Regions from separate parts of the Macaca mulatta genome. Here region 2 is linked to region 1. A link is a contact called in public Micro-C data. All regions are on one chromosome and are shown on one strand. The core of a region is the stretch at or near the end of the contact, and the rest is flanking DNA. Distances in the headings are between cores, read along the strand shown.

What was found. A called contact is a pair of places that touch in the nucleus more often than the background predicts.
Region 2: a Micro-C map of CD4 T cells shows a contact between it and region 1, with 18 times the contacts expected there. The contact joins the promoter of ATG12 here to the promoter of TMED7 in region 1. A contact is called at or near these places in 6 of 14 Hi-C or Micro-C datasets (CD4 T cells, blood, fetal cortex germinal zone and 3 more).

Annotation. Positions count from the first base shown.
Region 1 is chr6:124,589,107-124,594,924 of T2T-MMU8v2.0, forward strand. TMED7 (transmembrane p24 trafficking protein 7) reads right to left here and starts at 2,102. Exons shown (of 3, transcript NM_001204339.2): 1 at 1,529-2,102. The coding sequence starts at 1,720.
Region 2 is chr6:124,811,358-124,817,175 of T2T-MMU8v2.0, forward strand. It overlaps ATG12 (autophagy related 12), which reads right to left and starts at 2,388. Exons shown (of 3, transcript XM_078005114.1): 1 at 2,210-2,388. The coding sequence starts at 2,372. AP3S1 (adaptor related protein complex 3 subunit sigma 1) reads left to right here and starts at 2,709. Exons shown (of 6, transcript XM_028849668.2): 1 at 2,709-2,929. The coding sequence starts at 2,861.

The sequences.
Region 1 (5,818 bases), core at 852-3,351:
GAAAAATCGAAACCTGTTAACAATGGTATACTATTCACTGTTCTTCCTCCCAGGTAGCTTCAGAACCTCTTTTATTCACAGCCTTACTCATTCTATGTTCCCAAAATGCCACACTACCAGAAATTCTCTGAACAAGTCTTTGCTTTACATCTGCACTGACGGTGCAGTTCAACAGGGTTTGCTAAAGAAGAATCACAGGGCTCAAAATGACAGTGTTTGCAAATCTACAGTTTAATACTGTATGTTATAATGTCATAAATCTACAGTTTATATTATATGACTATATATGTCTATGTAAGCTCTCTGAGGTCAGAGTCAGTCTCTGGGAGGTAGTATAATAAAGTGGTTAAGAATTTAACTTGGGACTGAAAAGAGTCCCAAAAGGAAAAGAATATAAAACATCACAGCCAAAGGCTGTCTCACAGCAAGAGGTCTGAAAAGGTCAGGTGTGGGCTCCTTTGTCTTCCCTCTGTTAGGTCTGTGGCCAGACACATACTCGCTCAGATCTGGAACCACCCAAGTGTGCAAACAAAACACCCTGGAACCAAGGAACACAAAATGGAGTCTTGACCACATTTTAAAATATTTCGCTGGTCACATAGGCATATTCCTGCTATGAAGCTAGTCTCAACAACAGAGCTCTGTGTTGGGGGTGTGGTCTCACCAAGACCAGGAGCAAATCATCAATCTCACTGTTACCAATAAATAATGTTGACAAACTGGTACAAACTGCCCCCAAAGCCCTTGGACTCACAGTCACAAAGCTATTATAATAGCTTTACATTAAAGCTAATAATATATAGTTTTGTGACAATATATGTAACTATAGTCACAAAACTATTATTATTCAGTGTATTTCACTGTCATGCACAAATGTTAGCAATATAGCTCAGGCTAATTTCAGGCCTGCTGGAACTGTCATGAACATATCTGCCTAGGGCCCCTTCTTCTCTCCTCTGCTGCCTTGTCGAACAACGGCTACTTACCTTGCAGACTCAGCTCTAATATCAGCTCCTCAGCTAAATTTCCCAATGATCCTTCTGTCTTCTGCCAGCACTATACCTAGTGTGTACCTTTATTGTTGCATTTAACATTTTATGACTATATATGTCTATACAAGCTCTCTGAGGTCAAACTCAGTCTCTGGAAGGTAGTATAATAAAATACTTCAAATTCAATTAAATTGGAAGTGTGGATTAGAGAGTTGACACTGGGTACTATAGAATATAAATGATTTTCTTTAAGGGAATATTTTAAGGAAGGAAGTTCAATAGGCCTTAAATATGAGAATGGAAAGAAATGCTAGAGGGAGCATTTCTGGAATTCATACATTTTAACATCCGGTCTTAACATCTCTCACTCCAGGTTTATTAGAGGAAAGTCAAATGCTGGGCATCAGCTACCTGGAAGCGATTTTTGAATTAGCCTAAGAACGGGTTAACACGGACAGGAAAGTGCCATCCCTCAACTTACACCCCCAGCCCTGGAGCCGCGAGTTGGGGCCCAGGGACTGCTAGGCCCCTGATACCTGGAACTCCAGGGTGCACTTGGTGCCCTGAGCGATGTCCTCGTAGAAGCACTGCTTGGCGTTGTCAGGAAGCTCGAAGGTGATCTCAGAGGCGCCTCCGGGTCCAGGCACCAGCAGCAGCAGTGCGAGCAGCCCGCAGCCCCAACGGCCCGCGGCGGCCGCCCAGCGCTGCGCGGACCCCGGCCGCGGCATCCCGAGAAGTCGGCGGCCTCAACCGAGCTGCAAGACGCAGGGTCAGTTCTGCGCGGACTCACCGCGCGCGGCAGGCCTCAGCGCAGGCCGCCCCGCAAAGATACACGGCAGAGCAGGTTCGCGCCTGTGGGAGATTCGGGATCAGATCTACCCTCCGGGTTCCTATGAGGGGCGCAGAGGGGCGCACCAGGGGAGGTGAAAGAGAAGCGGAAAAGGACTATGAGGGTCGGAAGTGGGGATTAGCCCTTGGGGGGGAAGGGGCGGAGCCTGAGACACCGGCTCCCGTGACCCGGATGTGTTCTCCTCCGGGGACAGGCGTTAGAGTGCGTACGTGGAAGCCCGCGAGGCGTTGGCTCTTCTTCCGTCGCAGCCTGGGACGAGGGGCGGGGCCAGAGTCGTGGGTGGAGAGGGGCGAGGCCAGGAAAAGGGGAGTGGCGGCCGCGGTGGTTACAGGCTATTGGCGAGGGTAATTACGCTCCACTCACTCGCTTTTTTTTTTTTTTTTTTTGAGACAAGAGTCTCGCCCTGTCACCCAGGCTGGAGTGCAGTGGCGCCATCTGGGTTCACTGCAACCTCCGCTGGGAACTTAGCGCTGGGGAGCATCGAGGGAGTGGTAAAGGGCTCATTTTGCCCTAGGGTGCTAATCTTTGGTGGTAGAGCCCTCTGCAATTTGCAGAGTTTTCTCATAAGTAATAATAAATATTTGGACAGGAGCTGGACAAGGAGTGCGAATTCTAAGAGCAGACTGCAGGTGTTTTGCCATGTACTGGCTGTGACGTCCGGCCACTTGCTTAAACTCTCTGCCTCAGTCTGTCTGTAGAATGGAGATAATAACACCTACCATAGAGAATTATTACAAAGTTTCAATATTTGGAAAAACTACTTAGAAGTGGTTGGTACATAGCAAGCACTAGATGAATTTTTGTTACATAAATTAAACGTCTTCGAGCACGCCTTATCATCAAGCACTGTGCTGAGCACATTACATATATTATGTCATTCCATCCTTCAAACAACCTCATAAGGTATTATTACGCCTTTTCACTGATGAGAAAATTGAGTATCAAAAACATTGAGTAACTGCCTATGATCACACCACTGATTTGTGTTGAAGTGCTTAAAAATAATAGTATTAATAAGTAATAATAATAACAGCTAACAGGTGATGATTCTTATAGTGCATTATACATTTTCTCATACATTATACACACGAAGTAGATATTATTCCTTTTCAAATGATTAGATGAGGGTCTAGTCAGCAGAAGATGAGTAGAGGGTTTTATGAAAAGGAAATAGAGGCAGATAGAAAGCAGTCAGACAGGGAAATGAGAGGGTGAGAGTAGGGGTGAGTGGGTAGTGGGGTATGAAGGGAGGAAGATGCAGGGCTGCTGTGCAGTCCTCCAGCCGCCTGAAGTGCCCAAAGTCTCCACAGTGGGGAAATGAGGGGAGAAGATTTGAAGTCAAGGTTCTTAGTTATTGGGTGGGGATCTGGGGAAGGTTGAGCCTTCCTGAGAAATGGGCCAGAAACCGAAGCATTATTTGTCTTAGTGAGTAGGAAGAAATCTGAATTCGAAAAGAGAAAACATGGGTTCTTATTTACTAATTATGTGACCCGGGACAAGTAACATTGATCTTCTAAATAAACCTCAGTTTCTTCATACATCAAATGGTAATACAAACAAACAGACACAAAAGGATGAATACGATTAAAATCACAATGCAATACATTACATACTGCTAGATAGGCAAAAATTTTAAGTGTAACAGTAACAGATATTGGTCAACTTACAGAGCCACAAAACCTCTTATACACTGCTAGTGAAAAAGCAAATTGGTTAATTAAGTTGGAAAACAATGTGCTGTTATCTAATAAGGTAGAATATATGTATACACATAACACACACACCTATATTCAGTGTGTGTGTGCATATATATATATATATATATAGCCTGGAATATATAGCCACGGCCTGGAAATTTCACTTTACATATATTTATAGAGTATATGCTTTAGAGCAGTGGTTCTCAAGTGTTGCTCTGAAGACCCCCAGAGGCCTCTTGAAACCCTGTCAGAGGGTATGTAATGATCTGTGTGAAGCTGGATTTTCATTATATATTTCAACCAAAACAGCACAACAGAGTGAATATCAAAGGAAATGAGCACCCAGCTTCTTCTATAAATCTAGATTATGAAAGATTTATGAAAATAAGGTCACTCTTCTTGCTAAATTTTTATTTGGAAAATATTTTTATTAAAAGGTGTTATTTATGTAAATGTGTGCAGTGAGTTGCATTGTGTCCCCCTAAAAAATACATGTTCAAAGTTTCAACCCCTCCACTCCGTGAATATGATTTTATGTGGAAATAGGGCTTTTCACAGATGTAATTAAGTTAAGGACCTCAAGATGAGGTCATCCTGGGATTTAGGGTGGGCCCTAAATCTAAAGACTGTTATTCTTATGGTATGGTTTGGCTGTGTCTCCACCCAAATCTCATCTTGAATTGTAGTTCCCGTAATCCCCACATGTCATGGAAGGGACCCGGTGGGAGGTAATTGAATCATGGGGGCAAGTTTTTCCCATGCTGTTCTCGTGATAGTGAGTAAGTCTCATAAGATCTGATGGTTTTATTGTAGTTCCCATAATCCCCATGTATCATGGGAGAGACCTGGTGGGAGGTAATTGAATCATGGGGGCAGGTTTTTCCCATTTGTTTATGTTTCCCATAAAACAGTATTCGTGTTTATAATGCACCAATCGTGTTTATAAACATATAATGCACGTATAATGCATTGTTCATGTTTGTAACAGGTAGTTAGCTACATGAGATCTGATGGTTTTATAAAGGGCAGTTCCCCTGAACACGCTGTCTTGCCTGCTGCCATGTAAGATGTGCTTTTGCCATGTAAGATGTGCTTTTGCCATGTAAGATGTGCTTTTGCTCCGCCTTCGCCTTCCACCATGATTGTGAGGCCTCCCCAGCCATGTGGAACAGTCAATTCATTTAACTTATTTTTCTTTATAAATTACCCTGTCTGGGGTATTTCTTCATAGCAGTATGAACATGGACTAATACCCCTTATAAGAGAAGGGAAGATTTCAGATGCACAGACACAAAGATACAGGGGGCAGAGTGGGAGGAGGGGAATGGCATATTGAAGACAAAGATACAGATTGGAATGATATGTTCACAAGTCAAGGAACATTAAAGATTGCCCATAGCTATGGGAAACTAGGAGAATGGCTTGGAACAGTTTCTCCTTCAGAGTTTCCAGAAGGAATCAACCTTGGCAATACTTTACTTGCAGACTTCTGGACTCTACAGTTCTGAGAGAAAAAATTTCTGTTGTTTCAAGTCATCACATTTGTAGTAATTTGTAACGGGATCCTTAGGAAACTAATGCAACGTGTAATGGGTTTATTGTTTATTTTAAATGAATTATCAAATATTTTAAATGTCTCAGATCTCAATAACTTTTATTGGACATTTTTAAATTTTAATATTTTTACTTAATCTTTAATTTTTACGATTCTGAGGCCCAGCTGAGAACATGATGGCTCACACCTGTAATCCTAGCAATTTAGAAGCCTGAGGTGGGAAGATTGCTTGAGCCAAGGCATTCAAGACCAGCCAGGGAAACATAGTGATACCTCTTCTCCATAATAAGTTTTTAAAAATTAGCTGGGCATGGTGGCACATGCCTATAGTCCCAGCTACTTGGAAGGCTAAGGCAGGAGGATCGCCTGAACCTAGGAGTTTGAGGTTATAGTGAGCTATGATCACACCACTGCACTTCAGCCTCAGTGACAAAACCAGATCCTCTCTTAAAAAAAAAAAAAAAAAATTCTGAGACTAAAAAGTATGAGAATCACTACTTTCAAGAAACTCATGCACAGGTATACCAGGTATACCAGAATATGTATACGAGACTACTGAAAGCCAAAGCCTAGTAACAGTCTCAACTGGAAATACCCCATATATCTATAAATGTAGGTATATGTAGGTATATTCAAAAATGAGACATAACACAGCAATGAGAATGAACATATTATAGCTACACAGCACAACATTGCAGAATCTTACAAGCATGATGCCAAA
Region 2 (5,818 bases), core at 1,138-3,637, 220 kb after region 1:
GCTGCCCCCTAAAGTTAACTCTACTCTACTACACCCTTCTTGCTCCATTCTTTTGGTATTAAATGTTGGAGCCGAAAGATCAGAGGTCAATTTATTCAAGTTTACCCCTGGAATGAAGGCATCTAGAACACATGATGCATGCACATTTTATCTTCCTACTAAAGAACTAATTATCCTAGGCCCAGTTACCTCGGGAATAGGAATGTATTTGGAGAAAACATGGGATTTTATTTATCCTATCTTTCATACCTCCCTTCACTGCTCCCTCAATCCCCTGGGGCTATCAGTAAATCGATTAACGCAATTAAACATTTCCAGAAAGTGAAGCAGAAAATATCATGAGTTATGCTACCTCAGGAAGAAGTGTAAGACAGTGAGAAACTAGAGAAGGAAAATAATTTCATTACAGTTGCCCTCTCTTTTTAATTTTAAAGGTAATTTGCCTGTAGTTTTGAACCCCGGATACACATTAGAATCAACTAGGAAAACACTTACTCCCCAGGTAACCTAACATACCGCCAGTGCCAAAACCTTGGTCTGTTTCAACAATCTTTCTTCTGTAGATTAAAACAAAGGCTGAGGATACAAAACAGTTAAGCTGCTTTCATCAGATTATCCTCAACAAATGATGACAACCTCAAGGTAGGAATAGTTAGAAATAGGTTAGGAATAGAAAGTTTTATATTGGAGAGGCAAACTCAAATGCTAACAAGAGCCAGAAAATAAAAATCTGATCCTTAAATGACAGTTCAATTTGCAAAAAATACTGTTCAGACCAAGAAAATATGCCCTCGGGCAATATTTCGATTGTAAGCCACTGTTTTTTTAGCTTCTGTTTCACACAGCTATCATCAGGGTCAAGTAATAAGCTTTTGACTAAGACTGTTAGACCTTAAAACGAATCTCGGAAAGTCCGCTCTTGCCTATAGTACATTGGAAGAAAAAACGCAACAAAAAACTGTAAAACCTGCGGAATTCTTTTGAAGAAAGATTCTAGCGGCTATCCATGAAGTCTCACAGTGCATCACGTGGAAATGGGAGTCTGACTTAAAGGGGGAGGGGGGCAGTCTTGGGAGAGAATTATCCTCCACAGCAGCAGAAGTTGAAGAAAAGGCAATGAGACCAATGTCTTTTTTTTTTTTTTTTTTTTTTTTTTTTTTGAGGTGGAGTTCGCTCTTGTTGTCTAGGCTGGAGTGCAACAGCGCGACCTCCGCTCACTGCCACCTCCGCCTCGTGTGTTCAAGCGACTCTCCTGCTTCAGCCTCCCGAGTAGCTGGGATTACCGGCGCGCGCCACCACGCCCAGCTAATTTTTATATTTTTAGTAAAAACGGAGTCTCAACATGTTGGCCAGGCTGGTCTCGAACTCTTGACCTCAGGTGATCCCCCCGCCTCGGCCTCCCAAAGTGCTGGGATTTACAGGCCTGAGCCACCGCGCCCTGCCAGAGACCACTGTCATCTTAAGACTGAACGCGGAAAACTTGTCTAAGGACAAAATCAGCCTCTCTGAATCGAGGATGCTTATATGCTGCTTTTCTCATAGGCAACTCTAACTCTAGAGAGTGCTTTAGAACACGTAACCTTGGAAATCTCTTTTACAAAGGAAAACATTCTCAAACAATAAAGGGTTGAGGATAGCTGGTTCAAGCAATGAAATAACTCAAAAAGGTTCCAAAATGTGTTTCTTAAAAAGGTAACATCTATGCCTTTAGCTTTCCCTTAGCAGTCTTCATTTTGCGTAAGAATTTGGTTTTTGGTTTAAGGAGCGAATTCACAACCAACTGGGAGGGGGAAAAAACCAAAAAAGCGAGTAAGTCGGAAGGCGTGAATTCTAATCCAGGCTTTGCCAGTGACCATCCCTACCACCTTAAAACATTATTAAAATAATTAGCTCCTGTGTTAAGTACCTGGAATTACCGAGAACCCCCACTCAGCTCCCTCCCTCCTTCAAAGAGCTCGCAGTCTGGCCAACTCAAATAATATAGAAAGGGGTGTGGCAGCCAAGTATCAGGACCTACACCGACAGACATAGTATTTTAACACTCAACTCATAAGCCTTAAAAATCAAAAAGTACACTTCTTCTGATGACTAGTCAAAATGCAGGTCTAGGACGGGAGTTCCTCTAAATTTTGCTTCTTTACTGGCCGCCACCCCCAGTCGGATGCAATCTGAACCTCCCGCCTCTCTGCCCGGAAATAAATTCAGTTACTTTTTTTCTTGGTGTCGCCAGCAGGTTCCTCTGTTCCCGGGGAAACTGCAGCGGAAGACGGGGGCTCCGGGGTGGTTGTTTCTGGGGAGACCTCCGTAAGTCCTTCCCCTCCAGCAGCACTTGAGGGAGGAAGCTGCAACATGGACTGCGGCTCCTCCGCCATCTTGCTTGGAGAGATTGGAGAGCGGAAGTAGCGATTGAGCGCGTGCAGTGGGCGTGCTTTTTCTCCAGAGAGCGTAGCAAAGGAGGCGCCGGAGACGGGGAACCCAATTCCACAGTGAAACTTGGTGTTCCTGGCAAGTCATTCAAATCGAAGCTGTGGCAGACTTCTGAACGTTAATAACGCAACATGTGTTTCTCCGCGACTACAGACCTCAGTAAAGGAGAGGTGGGCAACGTCTCCGTGCTTGGTCGAATGCGCACACTCCCCTGTTAGGCCGCTGGCTCGGACCTACAAATGTTTCCGCTTTCCTCAGTGCCTGCCCCGCCCAGGCCCCGCCTCTCGGGCCCCGCCCGGCGACACGGGAGCGCGCGCGGGCGCGTACGGGAGGGGGCGGGTGGGGAAGGATCGCCGGCGAGATTACGAGGCGAGGCTCGTGCGCCCGCCCCCGCCCTGGCCCCCAGTGCCCACCCGGTCGGCCCGGCACAGCCATGATTAAGGCGATCCTAATCTTCAACAACCACGGGAAGCCGCGGCTCTCCAAGTTCTACCAACCCTACGTGAGTATCCAGCTGCTGCTGATCCGGGCGAGGGGGAGTCGTTGGCGACGGGCAGCGCCCAGCGCGGCTTCCTCAGAGCGACCCCCTCCGGCGCGCTGCGGCCCTTCTCCCATCCTGGCCGCCTGGCTCTCGCCGGCTGTCAGCCTCCCGGTGGGTGTGGACGGGGTGCCCACCTCCCTGCCGCGCGGTCAGCCACCGACGTGGCTTTGCCCGGGCGGTTCCTCCGCCCGTCGGTGGGCTGCGTGCCTTCCCGGCTGCGCGGGCGAGGCCCTGGAGACTTCCCGGTGCCTGGCCCTCGCCGATCGGGCAGCGGCAGCCCACCCGCGCCCCGGAGCCCTGCGCCCCGGCCCCAAGAGCCAATCCCGCGCGACTGCCTTGTGCCGCCCGCGGCTGCAGTTAGCCCGGGAGGAGGAAGACCGGGCGGGACTTGTTCTTCTCGCCCCCCTCCCCCGACTCCCAGCCTTTCCAAGTGGACTTCTTTCTGTTCTTTGGACAGATGGGCTACTGGTTTTCACTGTAATCCTCTCATAGGGCAGGAACTTTGGCTTCCTGCGTTTGATAACTGCACGCTCTGTACAGTCTCTCTCCTGTATGTTTCGATACGTGACCGACTGCCCAGTGTGACTTTCAGGTGCCTCCTTATTAAAGAGGAAGATACGTGAGGACCTAATGTTTTTATCAGGCCTTTTAGCAGCTGGCTGCAAATTATTGACCCTCGAAGTAACCGGCGACGTTTGTAGTTGAGTGATTGGAACTGTGGTTCTATACGTAAAAGTTATGATTCTTTACCTAAAAGTTTTAGGTTCTATACCTAAAAGTTAAGCTTCTGGTTTGGCATTTTTCCACGTATGGGAATTTGCCATCATTTATAGTTTTTTTCTATTTATGAAGAATAGTAGCATTTGTAGAACTTCTCTTTTAGATGTGTGAATACTGTTTAGTATGGACAAGTGCAGGAGGCATTAAGGTAGTAGAGATAAGTGATTTATTGATGATCGAGGAAGGGTTTTATAGAGGTATGTGCTCATCTGAGCGAAAATTCACTAGCTGAAACACATAAAATTGGGTTCCCAGTGGTAGGATTAATGTGAGGTGTAACTGTTGTGTGGTATTGTGGCACTTTGCTTATAGCCAGAAATGAGCTTTCAATTCAATTTTGAAATTGTGCCAAGGCTAACACTTTTATGCAGATAAGTCCCAGATGGAAATCAATCTTGCCGTTACAAAGTAAATGTTAAAATGTCAGTTTGCCTAAAATGATAATGCAGTCTGTGGAGGTGTTAGTTGAAGTGAGAAATCTTGAGCTTATTCTTCATTTTTTTTTCAGTTGTTTTGCTTTTGCTAGCTATAAAGAATATTTTCTGCTACTCCTGTGTGGTTTTAATTTAGTATAACTTAAATACTGATGGTCTGTTTAAAAATTCTACATCATTCTGTAATCCAGCTTAAATTCTAGTTGATCCTCCCGAGTGAAAAAAATGCCATTAACTTTACCTGTTTGTTAAAAGATAGTACCGGCCTTTATTGAAGGAATCTTTTTCATAACCATTTTGCCAGTGTCATCCATTTGCAGTATAAAAAAGGTATGTTGCAATAGTGAAACAATTCAAAAAATTATTTTTCCATATCTAAACTTAAGCAATGTTCAAAACAGTGCGTTTTCTGGCTAATCCATATAATCAGTGTATACTATTCGTGTAGTATAGAATGTAACTATCTACTGAAAAATGCATTTAATTTAGAAACTCAGGAATCTGCCTTTCCCTTGTCCAAAAGTGGAACAGAAGTATTGTTTACCATCACTCACTAGGTAGCAGTGACGGTTAATGTGGGAAGAGGCAGTTCTGGCAGCAGTGGCAGCTCTGGTGGCATTTTTGGCCGTTGTATGAGTGACAGTGCCACTGAGGGCAGAGAGCTAGAAGATATATAAAGAAGAATCTGGTGGTCACTGGCCATGTATAAGTGGAGTATGAGAAGTTGTTTCTGTGTATTAAGTTTCTATAAGTTGGGTTTTGCTGAGTGTGGTTTTTTTTGTCTTTCGGGAATAATTTAAGATTATTTACATATTTGCTTCCTCCACTAGACCATAACCTTTTTGAGGACAGTTATTTTTTTTTCATTCATTCATTCCATCAGTTTGTCGACAGATATTTAATTCATGCCTACCATATGCAGAAACAGTTTTAAAATCTGAAGATGAACAGATAACTTTTGCCCTTGCTTGAGAAACATAGATAGAGCTATTAAGGAGTAGGCTATATTATAGCATGCCAGATAGTATTAAGTGCTGTGGAAAAAAAATAAAGCACGGAAGAGTCTTAGAGACTGAGAGGATGACAGTTGAAAATAGGATAGTCTGGTAAGTTCTCACTGAGAAGGTGGCATTTGAGCAAAGACTTGAACAAGGTAAGAAAGGCAGCCTTCCAGATATCTAGGGGAAGAGCATCCCAGGTACAAGGAGCAGCAAATGCAAAAACCCTGAAGAGAGTGCCTGTTGGAAGAACCCCAGGAATTTCTACATAGCAGGAGCAGACTGTGTAAGGGAACATGAGTTGAAAGTGTCTGTGTAGGGCGTCATTCTATTCTTGCTGCCTGGAATGTCCTTCCTTTCCGTTGCCACGTGTACAAATTCAACCCCTTGTTCTAGGCCCAGCACAAACGTCACCTAAACAGTCTGTGAAGCCTTTGATCTTGCTCAAAGGCTCCTCTTGTGTTTTAGGATTTTATTTTTTATCTTTGTTATGGCACAATATTCTTGTTCACAGTCTGTAATTCCTCGTGGCAGCCATCCTATAGAATACTTGAAGGAACGTATGAGATTTTAGAGATATTTGTGTCATTCTTAGCAGTCAACACTGAGGCTTGAACATAGAAAACTAACTCTTTGCT